2 separate regions of the Capra hircus genome follow, and region 2 is linked to region 1. Evidence: chromatin contacts called from public Hi-C data. All regions are on one chromosome and are shown on one strand. Each heading gives the region's core, a stretch centred on a gene start, on an enhancer-like site or on the middle of the called end of the contact. The rest is flanking DNA. Distances are from core to core; before and after follow the strand shown.

Region 1 (5,340 bases), core at 1,860-4,359:
GCTGACTTTCCGCTTATATAGGAACAACAGGAAATTACCTTCTGACGTAAACAAGTTTAGGTTGTAAAAATGCGAGCTGATTTCAAGAGAAATGTTCAGGAAAATATAATCCAGACAGTACTTGGAGATAACAGCAACTGTGACGGTGGTTTGGGAGAGTCTGAACTCGATTTTCTGAGGCCTGGGAGGCCAACGTGGTCTCTGGAGAGGACGGGGAGTGAGGACGGAGATTTGTAGAGAGAGACGCCAGCCTGAGGCGAGGCTCAGGGGGAGAGAGGCGGGCAGATGAGCAGGGGGAGCAGGTGGGGGTGCCCTGGAAAGGCCCAGGTGCTTCCCTGCCTTGGTCTGCGAGCTGGGACTTTGAGCCATGCTGGCTCAGGCCTGGAGATGCAAGCCCGTTTCACCAGTAACAGGAAGTAAACCTGGGACCTCCACATTCTATTTCTCCTTAATAAACCCATGGGTTGCCAAGGCTGGGGCACCAGTTGGCTGCATGTCACAGGTTGCATCCAGGCAGCTCTGTCATCGCTGGACTCAAAATTGGCACCAACCTGTCCTCACAATCCCCCTGCCCCATCCAGCATTTGTTCACGACCCCCTCCCAGCCCCTCCCTCTGCCCTGGAGGGCATCAGGAACCTTCCCCGCGCCCCTGGAGCTCTTTGGGTCATGCTGGAGCAGCATTCAAGGCTGCCTCTGTTGCCAGGCACAGGAAGAAAGCCCTGGACAGAAAGCTCTGGCCTCCCAGAGCTGACCATCTGGGCAGACCCCAGAGGGGCTCAGATTTCAGTTCTGAGCTTCAGGGAATGAATCAATGAGGCCACGAGGGGCCTTTGTCCCCCTGGGACTGTAGTCAAATCCCCCTGCTGGCCCATCCCCACCCTCTCCCTGCAGATTGGGCGTCTGGCAGTCCCACACAGTGAGAGGGCTGCCTGATCGGTCTTTGAAACCAATTATCCAAGCGTACTGCTTAACCCAAAGGAAAGGAGCACATGGGGTGGGAGGAGCCAAGGCCAGCTGGGGAGGCCTCTGCCACGGCCCCTAGGATCCCAGCCCAGACACCCACCTCCCACCTCTGGCAGATGCAGTCACACCCTGCCGACCACTCCCCCCACCCCACCCCACCGCCACTGCCTGCCTCATGCTACACCTTCTGGAAGGGCCCTTCCCTGTGTACCAGCCACGCCCTCCAACCCAAGTGCTTTTCTCCTACGGGGCTTCCCCATGGCTGGGTTCCCGCTCAGCCACAGCGCATCACCCTGGGTACCATTTCTCTGCTCCCCCGACAGTGGACAGGTATTCACCCATCACAGAGCAGCTCATTCCAGGCACCAGCCTGTGTCCAGTCGGGGCCAAAAGAGGGACGCGTCTGGGGTGGCTGGGAGCAGGCAGCAGGGAAGCGGCGGGGCGGGTGAGCAGGCCCGGGAGGCTGAGGCCACGCGTGTCTTGCAGAAATGGCAGTGCGTGGAGGATGCATCGGGGAAGCTGAAGCTGCACAAGTGCAAGGGCCCTGCGCGGCCCGGGGGCAGGGCCCTCTCCAACCTGGTGCCCAAGTACTATGTGCCAGGCGGCGAGGGCTGCGTCTGCGACAGCGGGGACAGCCAGCTCACCCTGGCTGGACACCGGAAGAAGCTCTTCAAGAAGAGTAAGTGGGACGGGAGGGGCGGGGAGGGAACGCACCTGAGCAACCTTGCTTGTTCATTCAAACAGACTCACGTGCCCTGCACCATCAATCCACCCAGCCCCAGGTGGGGTGGGCAGGGAGCATAAAGGAGGAGATGAGCGTGTAGAGGGCGGAGAAGAGCAGGAGCATAAAGAGAAAGGGGGGGGGGGTCTGTCCCTGGGCCACGTGGTGGGGTCCTTCTGAGATCAGAAGACCCTGGAGGGCTTTGAGCAGAGGAGCCAGGATCAGATTTGTGCTTCCATAGCATTCCTCCAGCTGGACTGCAGGCACTGGACAGGTTCACCTGCAAAGCGCTAAAAGATGCTGAATCCTCTAGTGCCGGCTTCCAGACGAGGCCAAGCCAAGGCGACGCCCTTCAGCCTCCTGTCTACCTGCCTGCAGGCGCGCTAAGTCACTGCAGTCATGTCCGACTCTGTGACCCCATGGGCTGTATAGCCCGCCAGGCTCCTCTGTCCATGGGTTCTCCAGGCGAGGATACTGGAGTGGGGTGCCATGCCCTCCTCCAGGGCATCTTCCTGACCCATGGACTGAACCCACAGCTCTTACGTTTCCTGCGTTGGCAAGGGCGTTCTTTACCACTAGCACCACCATCTGCTTGGCATCGTGTCCCTGGCATCACATATCTTTCTGCAGTGACTTCACCATCTAAAGTGGCCCCAAGGTGGCACTGACATCTTGCGTTGGGTCCCCAAGCCCCAGCTGGCTGGGATGTGCTTTAAAGAGGGGAACATGTGGGTGAGATGAGCTTCAGGCTGCTACCTTGAGTTCAATGTCGGAGAATCACCACGTGCATGAAGTCGGGTGTCTTTACACAAAATGGAGACACAGTGTGCAATACGGTTCCATATTGATGGTTGACAGGTGTGCTGTGACCCAAGGCTGGCAGGAACCTCACCCCACGTTTGCCCCAGGAGCACTGGTTCCCAACTCGCTAGTTCAGCGTCAGGGTGATGCTATGGAACAAGACCACCTAGAGTAACAGGAACCTGCTGCACCGTTGGCCCTTGAACAACGACGGTCCCCCTGCACGCAGATGGTCCTCAGTAGTAAATACTACAGTTCTGCGTCATCTGTGGTTTGAATCTATGGATGTGGAGAAACCATGGATACCGGAGGGAGGGAGGTTAACTATGAGTTACATGCAGATGACCCCAGCCTTGTTCAAGGTCAGCTGTACTTTGGAGAGGGTAGAGCACCCCCATCCCAAGTGGAAAAGTTGCCTTAGCCTTCACACCTCCACACAGCAGGGGCCAAAGGACAGAAAGTTAGGAAGCCAGTGACCAGAGGAGGCGCCTAGGGAAGTCCTCTCAACCTGGCCGAACCCTCCCAGCAGGTGGTCACGGCCCCATTCAGAGGGTCACCTCCCCTGGAGAGCATGCCCCCTGCTAAACGTTCAAATGAGGGCGCGCCTGGGCTTTGAGGATGTTTGGCGGGCTCGAGTGCCAGGACATGGTCCCAGCAAGATGGGTCCCCTGGCTGGAGTGTCCCCCACTGGAGCTGGGCACTTGCCCAGGCCACCATTGCTCTAACCCCCTAACCCAAGGGGAGCCAAAGCCTGATCCGAGACTTTGGTTGTTTCTCTGTCTTCTTTCGCTGTGGTCCCATCAGCACTACCTGATGCTCAGCACTGTGACCGTTTCTGACTGTCGAGTTCAGTAGCTTTAAGGACCCGGACAGTGTTGGGCGGCCATCACCACCGTGCGTCCCCAGCTCTCTTCCTCTGGCAGAACTGAAGCTCGGCACCCGAGAAACACTGACGCCCCACCTCCCCTCCTCCCGCTCTTGGCAGCTACCCCACTGCTTTCTCCAAGTTTTACTCTTGTAGGTACTTCACAGAAGCAGGATCACACAGGATCTGTCCTTCCTGTCTGGCTTATTTCACCCGGCATCAGGGTTTATCCGCGTTGTAGCCTGCATCAGGATCCCCATCCTTTTTCAGGCTGAGTGAGACTCCCCTGTAGCCTAATTAGAGACTGGCTATCCAGCGGTGGGCTCAGAGGGCTCCTCCTGTCTTTGCAGAGGACACCTTCGTTACGAGAGCTGGTTTGTCTCCATAACGACCCAGCTTCTGCCTCGAACGGCACTTCCCCACTGATGGTCCCCCGTTATAACTCCTCACTAGCTGATTAGTAACTGCTAAGCTAATCTCTTTTCAGCTGAATAAAATGATTGGTTTCCAGATTGAATTACACAGTTAAGATCTCGCTTCAGCACGTGGCACACTGGCTAATCTTTAAATAATACAAGGACTTGTGATTTAGTTACGCTTCCCCCCATTAATGCTTAGAGGACAGAGACTGTATTGCGCTGTATTGCTCAGTCACTCAGTCGTCTCTGTTTGTGACCCCATGGACCGCAGCACGCCAGGCTTCCCTGTCCTTCACTATCTCCTGCAGTCTGCTCAAATTCATGTCCACTGTATCAGTGATGTCACCCAACCATCTTATTCTCTGTCACCCCCCCCCCCCCCCGCTTCCTGCCCTCAATCTTTCCCAGCATCAGGCTCTTTTCCAACGAGTCGGCTCTTCACAAGAGGTGGCCAAAGTATTGGAACTTCAGCTTCAGCATCAGTGCTTCCAGTCAATATCCAGAGTTGATTTCCTTTAGGATGGACTGGCTTGATCTCCTTGCAGTCCAAGGGACTCTCGGTTCGAAAGCATCACAGTTCAAAAGCATCAATTCTGTGGCACCCTGTCTTCTTTATGGTCCAGCTCTCACATCCATACATGACCACTGGAAAACCATAGACTAGACGGACCTTTGTCAGCAAAGTATTGTCTCTGCTTTTTAATATGCTGTCTAGGTTTGTCATAACTTTCCTTCCAAGGAGCCAGCGTCTTTTAATTTCATGGCTACAGTCACCATCTGTGGTGATTTTGGAGACCAAGAAAATAAAGTCAGCCACTGTTTCCCGTTTCCCCATCTATTTCCCACGAAGTGATGGGACTGGATGCCATGATCTTCGTTTTCTGAATGTTGAGCTTTAAGCCCACTTTTTCACTCTCCTCTTTCACTTTCATCAAGAGGCTCTTTAGTTCTTCTTCACTTTCTGCCATAAGGGTGGTGTCATCTGCATATCTGAGCTTATTGATATTTCTCCCAGCAGTCTTGATTCCAGTTTGTGCTTCATCCAGTCCGGCATTTCGCATGATGTACTCTGCACAGAAGTTAAATAAGCAGGGTGACAATATACAGCCTTGACGCACTCCTTTCCCAATTTGGAACCAGTCCATTGTTCCATGTCCGGTTCTAACTGTTGCTTCTTGACCTGCATACAGATTTCTCAGGAGGCAGCTAAGGTGGTCTTATATTATCTCTTTAAGAATTTTCCATAGTTTGTTGTGATCCACACAGTCAAAGGCTTTAGCATAACCAAGTAGATGTTTTTCTAGAATTCTCTTGCTTTTTCTATGATGCAGTGGATGTTGGCAGTTTGATTTCTGATTCCTCTGCCTTTTCTAAATCCAGCTTGTACCTCTGGAAGTTTTTGGTTCATATACTGTTGAAGCCTAGCTTAAAGGATTTTGAGCATTACCTTGCTAGCATGTGAAATGAGTGCAACTGTGCAATAGTTTGAACATTCTTTGGCGTTGCCCTTCATTGTGATTGGAATGAAAACTGACCTTTTCCAATCCTGTGGCCACTGCTGAGTTTTCCA
Region 2 (5,340 bases), core at 1,131-3,630, 660 kb before region 1:
GTGGATCTCCTCCTTAGAGGTAAAGAAATTAGTAAGAGACGCCATTCTAAACACTTGATGTACGTCACTCACATCTTCCCAGCATCTCCCTTGGCCTTTATCCTGCTATAAGGGCCGTAACTCATGCACCTGGATCTCAGGCTGCTGAGCCTGCAGCCCATACTGGGGCCACCTCCCCACTGCCCTCCTTCCTGCAGTCTATCTGCGGGGGCCCCATGCTTAGCTCAGGGGGTGAATTAAGGAGTTTGGGCTGTCTTCCGGGCTGTGTGATCTATGCAGTTCCGTAGGGATCTGTGCTCAGAAGAGCTCGTGATTAGCTTAAGGCTCTGCTGTCATAGCCTTCAAATTTGTAATAATTTAAATAAAGGGCTCTACATTTTTATTCTGCAGTGGGCCCTACAGATTATGAAGGTGGTTTTGCTACCTTGCCATCATACTAGCCAACCTTAGGATCCAGCCCGTTTGCTTTGATTGGTGGATGTTAACTCACGTCTGACCAATGAGATGCAAGCATTGTGCTCTGGGGCCTTCTGGGAAAACCTTTTCTCCCTGGAAAGAGAGGGTGTCCTGCAGAGTGTTATTTTCTCTCTGTGGCCCTTGCCTTCCTTTGAATTTTGAGCACTTGGATACTCCTGTCCACACCTCCTGCTACTACCCTGATCCAGATAATTCGTTTACTGCAAACATCCCGGGCTTCTCACTAGTCTCCCAGTTCCCACGCTCCCCCTACAACCCCTCCCCACAACTGTAGTCGGAGAAATCCTATCAGATCCGTCAGGTCCTGTCCCTTCTCTCTCAGACCCTCCAGGAACTTCTCACCCCTCTCTGAGTGAAAGCCCAAGACCTCACACCCCCTGCAAGGCCGCTGTAGATCCTGCCCTGCCTCTCTTTCCATCTTCACTCTGCCCCTGCCGCTCTGGCCTCAGTGCTCTACAGGGAGGAATGAGCTGTTTGCACGAGCTGGGCCTTTGCAGAGCTCTTCCCCGGGAATCCCCATGGCTCCCGCCCCTGCTCATTCGGATCCCCTCCACGAATCAGGCCGAGCCTAGCAGAGCCGAACAGGGAGCCTGAGCTGGGACCCCGATGACTCAGCGGAGTCCCTGCCAGCCATGGCCCTCTTGCTCCAGGATTCTCCTTGATTGGAGGTAAGGAAGTGCCAGGAGTCAGCACCTTCACCAGTTTCATCTCCTGTTATTGCAGCTTGATTCCTTGCACAGGGACAGTAGTTAGGGTTTGAGTGCAGGGTGCAGCTGGGGTGTGGTCCAGGGGCAGTAATGGGCTGTAATGGGGAGGGGAGGTCGGAGGCTCCTCTCCCTGAGTCCCTGTCACAGCCTTCAGCCCTTGTCCCTTCCCACCCAGAAGTCCTGAGGGGCTCCGGCGAAGGGTCCGGTCCCACAAGTCCATCCCCTCCTGGACAGGCTTCAGCCAGCCTCTGCCCAGCACACAGGAGGGCACTGCCCCATCCTCCCTGCTGTTTCCTTCCAGCACTTTGCAGGCCCAGGTTCCCAGTGCAGAGCCGCCCCGGCGTCCCTCCTGGGGTCCAGCCCTGCTGCCTTGGCTTCAGCCTCCAGATCTTTCCAGATCCTTTAGCTGTGTCCTCTCTCTCCATCAAAGCCTCCCCGTCCTCTGCCCCCTCACTCTGGCCCTGCTGAGGGCCCCTGGGTAACGGGGAGCTGCTGCTGCTGCTAAGTTGTTTCAGTTGTGTCCGACTCTGTGCGACCCCATAGACAGCAGCCCACCAGGCTCCCCTGTCCCTGGGATCCTCCAGGCAAGAACACTGGAGTGGGTTGTCATTTCCTTCTCCAGTGCATGAAAGTGAAAAGTGAAAGTGAAGTCGCTCAGTTGTGTCCGACCCCTAGCGACCCCATGGACTACAGCCCACCAGGCTCCTCTGTCTATGGGATCCTCCAGGCAAGAGTACTGGAGTGGGCTGCCATTGCTTTCTCCGAGCTGCCTCCAGTCAACTCTGTGCTTCCCAGAGCCCCCCGGGACTGTGGGGGTGACATATGATGGGGAGGGGGTGGGCTGTCCTGGGGACAGGACCCCGCAGACCTGCCATGGGGAGGATGGCCAGCCCTGAGGGGGCCGCACAGGCTGGCCACTCTCCTTCCTGGCTTTTGGCCCAAACAGCTCTGAGGAAAAGAGCGCGGGACGACCCTGGCGGGTGGGACTTGTTTCTGCTCTACAGGACGACGGATCTGCAGGCTGCAGGGGACCAGCCCTTCCAGAGGTGGGGGTAGGGGGCTCGGGCTCGGTGCGGGTGGCAGGCCTGCCCCTCCATCTTTCCTGCACCCGCTGGGAGGGAGCTGGTGGGGGTCCTGGTGCTGTCGCCTGGGGGGCCCGTGGGAGGGGCTGCCAAGTCTGTGTCCTGTCCGCGGCCAAGCCAGACCAGGGTCCTGTGTGCAGAGCCTCAGCTGTGCAAAGGGGCGGGACCACCCTGCCTCCCTCCCCCATGAACCCCTCCTCTGTTCCATGGGTCTGACTCAATGGCAGCATCCAGAGTGTCTGACCCTGCCTGGTGGGCACGAAGGAAATCTAACCTCTCTCCTCCCAGTTAACAGAGGAGTGGGATCCCTCTGCCTGTCTGAGATGGAACAGTCCGTGTGATGTTCCGAGTTAACTGAACACCTAACAGGTGCTGGGCTCGGTTCCCACGTGCATGTCACCTCCTTGACTCCTCCCAGCAGATCCGTGAGGGGCGCTGTGATCGCCGTCCTCCTGCCGTGGAGATGGAGCGGGGGTGCTGGAGGGTTCCCTCAGGGTCATGGGGCTCAGGCACACCAGGGATGGGGTTTGGGCACACGGCATCGTCACCCCCAGGCCTGCCTGCAGCTGGCAGAATGAGAGACGCTGCTCCTGAGCGCAGGATCTGTCAGAGAGGGGAGCCTCAGGGTGATTCCCTCCTGGGGGGCTCCTGCTAGATAAAAAATGAAGAAATGCCAAAACAGGGTTTTGGAAACCATGGGATGGCTGAAATGTTGACATGAACAAATGAATAGCCACTTATACTATTCACAAAATGAGAGCTGCATTGATTAAAAACAACCAGACTGATTCCAGGCGCGCTGAGACATGAGGACCAGGACAGACGGACAAGTGAAGATGTGGGTGATTCAGCACTTGAACTTAGTGGCCTGACTTCCTGGGTTCAAATTCCGGGCAAGTGATGGTTTCTGTGCCTCAGTCTCCCCATCTGTAGCATGGGCTCACGGCCACGTGCTCCTCCCGGGCCTGGTGTGGGTCTTGGCTCATGAGCACAGGTAAAGCCTGTGATCAGCACCGGGTCACAGAACTGCCCAGGAAGCCGTGATGGCTATTTGGAAGCATAGCCCACAGTTTCTTTGACTCAAGACACAGCCTTATTTGAGGCAACTCCGAGAGTCTAAGATTCAGGCCTTTTGTGGAGGTGAAGCCCGGGCCTGGGATAGGCTGGGGCCCTGGGGACTGGGATTGAAATGTGTTCATTTATTTTACAAAGAGGTGAGTTTATCTGCATTTTCCACCTGAATGCTCCAGGGAAACATTTGTGAGGATGCTGCTCCCAAAATAACCCACGATTTCATTTGAGGAGCTAATTAGGCGGAATCAATGAGGTTTATTCAAAGGAGGGGTCCATTCCAGACCAAGAGGCATGGAGATTAGAGGAGGAAGACTGCTTGGCTGAATGCAAAGTGGGTGAAGGGTTGTGTGGCCACACAGCCTCTACCCATGGGCATCATCTCCCTCCAGCCTCCAGGAACTGAGGATGCAAGCCTGTGCTGCTGACACTAGCACTTCCGGTGGACCCCCTCCTCCAGTGGCAGAGAGTGTAGAACACTCGGCCCCTGGGTATCGGCACCCCACAGCCTGCCCCAGCCCCCAGGTCCCCTCCAGAGACCCAGGGTGACGTCAGCGGGAACCGGAAATGAGTCAAAGGGGCCTTGGTTCAGATTCCACCTCTGCCACTTACTGGCTCTGTGGTCCTGGGTATATGCATGACCACTCTGAGCCTCAGTTTTCTTATCTGTAAAATGGGAATAAATAAAAGCATTTCCCTCCCAGGGCTAGTATGAGGCCTGAAGAAGTTCTGTTCAAGTGCGTTTGTAACAAGCTCCCACCACATCATCCCTGCTCAGGGGATGCGGCTGTTACTGTTATTTCCTCCTTTGTAAAGTGGAGAAGAATAATTACCACACGGATATTTGTCATACACATTATATACATCGTACGACTGAGCACAGTGCCTGGGCCACGGAGGAGCTCAGCAAATGGGGACAGTTCTCCCCTTGATCCTGAACACTTGATACACAGCCAGGTGGGCTGGGTTATGCTGCCTGACAAGAAGTCTCCTGAGCTAACAGGCCTGAACTATCAAGGCTGATTTCTTGCTCAGGCTGCAGGTCCTCAGAGCGTGGCTGGGAGCTGGACTCAGTCTCCTCCTTGTGACCCTAGGTGAAGGGGTCTGCCCTCTCTGATGTCACCACAGACCTGGCAGAAAGAAGAGTTTGGGGAGGGGTCTTGCCCTGGCTGTTAATTTCCCCAGCCTGTGGGTGACCTGATCACTGTGCTCACCGCTCATTGGCCAGGAGGAGTCATGTGGCCACCTCCACAGGGGACCAGAAGTACAGCCCTGCGTGTGTCTGGGGGATGGCGCCGTTGACTTCCAGAGATTCCTTGGGAACCAGAACTTGGTAACGGCCTCCAAGAGCATGACCTGCGATAGACTATCCTGGTCCATTGGGGCGCCTGGTGAAGGGAGGGGAGCCACTTCCTTCTCCCCATTCATGACTCAGGTTTAATAGGCGCCTCGGTGGAGAATAGCGTGGCCTGTAGCTAATTCTCCTTCAGATCTCCCCTCCTGGATAATCCCTTTGATACTGCAGAACTAACTAGTGAGGAGGTAGAAACAGGATTTGTTTGATTCTGCAGGAATTGTACTTCTGTCTCCATGTCAGTTCCCAAAGAGACGTGTTTGCTCCAGAAAGAGCTTCCGTCTTAATTACAGCGATTAATAAATAGTAGCCTCACTCGTGGATGTGTGTGTGTGTATGGGTGCGTGTATATCTTTCACAAGACTTCTAAGCTGGCACAACACCCTCCCCCAACCCGATCAGTGCCCCCTACCCTCAGAAGCCCGATTAAACAAACAAGATCCCCCAGAGCAGACTCTGAAGGAGCACCATGTTGATGGTCCTTATTCCTCCTCCCTTTGGACAGTGACTCTCCAGCTCCACTCTGCACACTGGAGACTCTGCCTTCTTGGGCATAGGAAATTCCAGAGCAAAGACAGTTCAGCCTGGCTCTGGATTTCCCTGGTGCTTCTGCCTGGCCCCGCAGTACTCCTGAATTTCACACCCCCCG

The links. A called contact is a pair of places that touch in the nucleus more often than the background predicts.
Region 2: a Hi-C map of blood shows a contact between it and region 1, with 4 times the contacts expected there. The contact joins two enhancer-like sites. A contact is called at or near these places in 2 of 5 Hi-C or Micro-C datasets (both in blood).

The regions. Positions count from the first base shown.
Region 1 is chr13:75,700,505-75,705,844 of ARS1.2, reverse strand. It overlaps SULF2 (extracellular sulfatase Sulf-2), which reads left to right. Exons shown (of 21, transcript XM_018057993.1): 11 at 1,451-1,643. Among named protein-coding and RNA genes, the nearest start is that of SULF2, 110 kb to the left of the region's middle. Within about 2 kb of position 3,109, at least 1 of the 5 cell types and tissues checked has an H3K27ac peak or open chromatin away from gene starts, as enhancers often do.
Region 2 is chr13:76,364,336-76,369,675 of ARS1.2, reverse strand. It overlaps LOC102187783 (a long non-coding RNA gene), which reads left to right. Exons shown (of 3, transcript XR_310505.3): 3 at 800-891. Among named protein-coding and RNA genes, the nearest start is that of PREX1, 190 kb to the left of the region's middle. Within about 2 kb of position 2,380, at least 1 of the 5 cell types and tissues checked has an H3K27ac peak or open chromatin away from gene starts, as enhancers often do.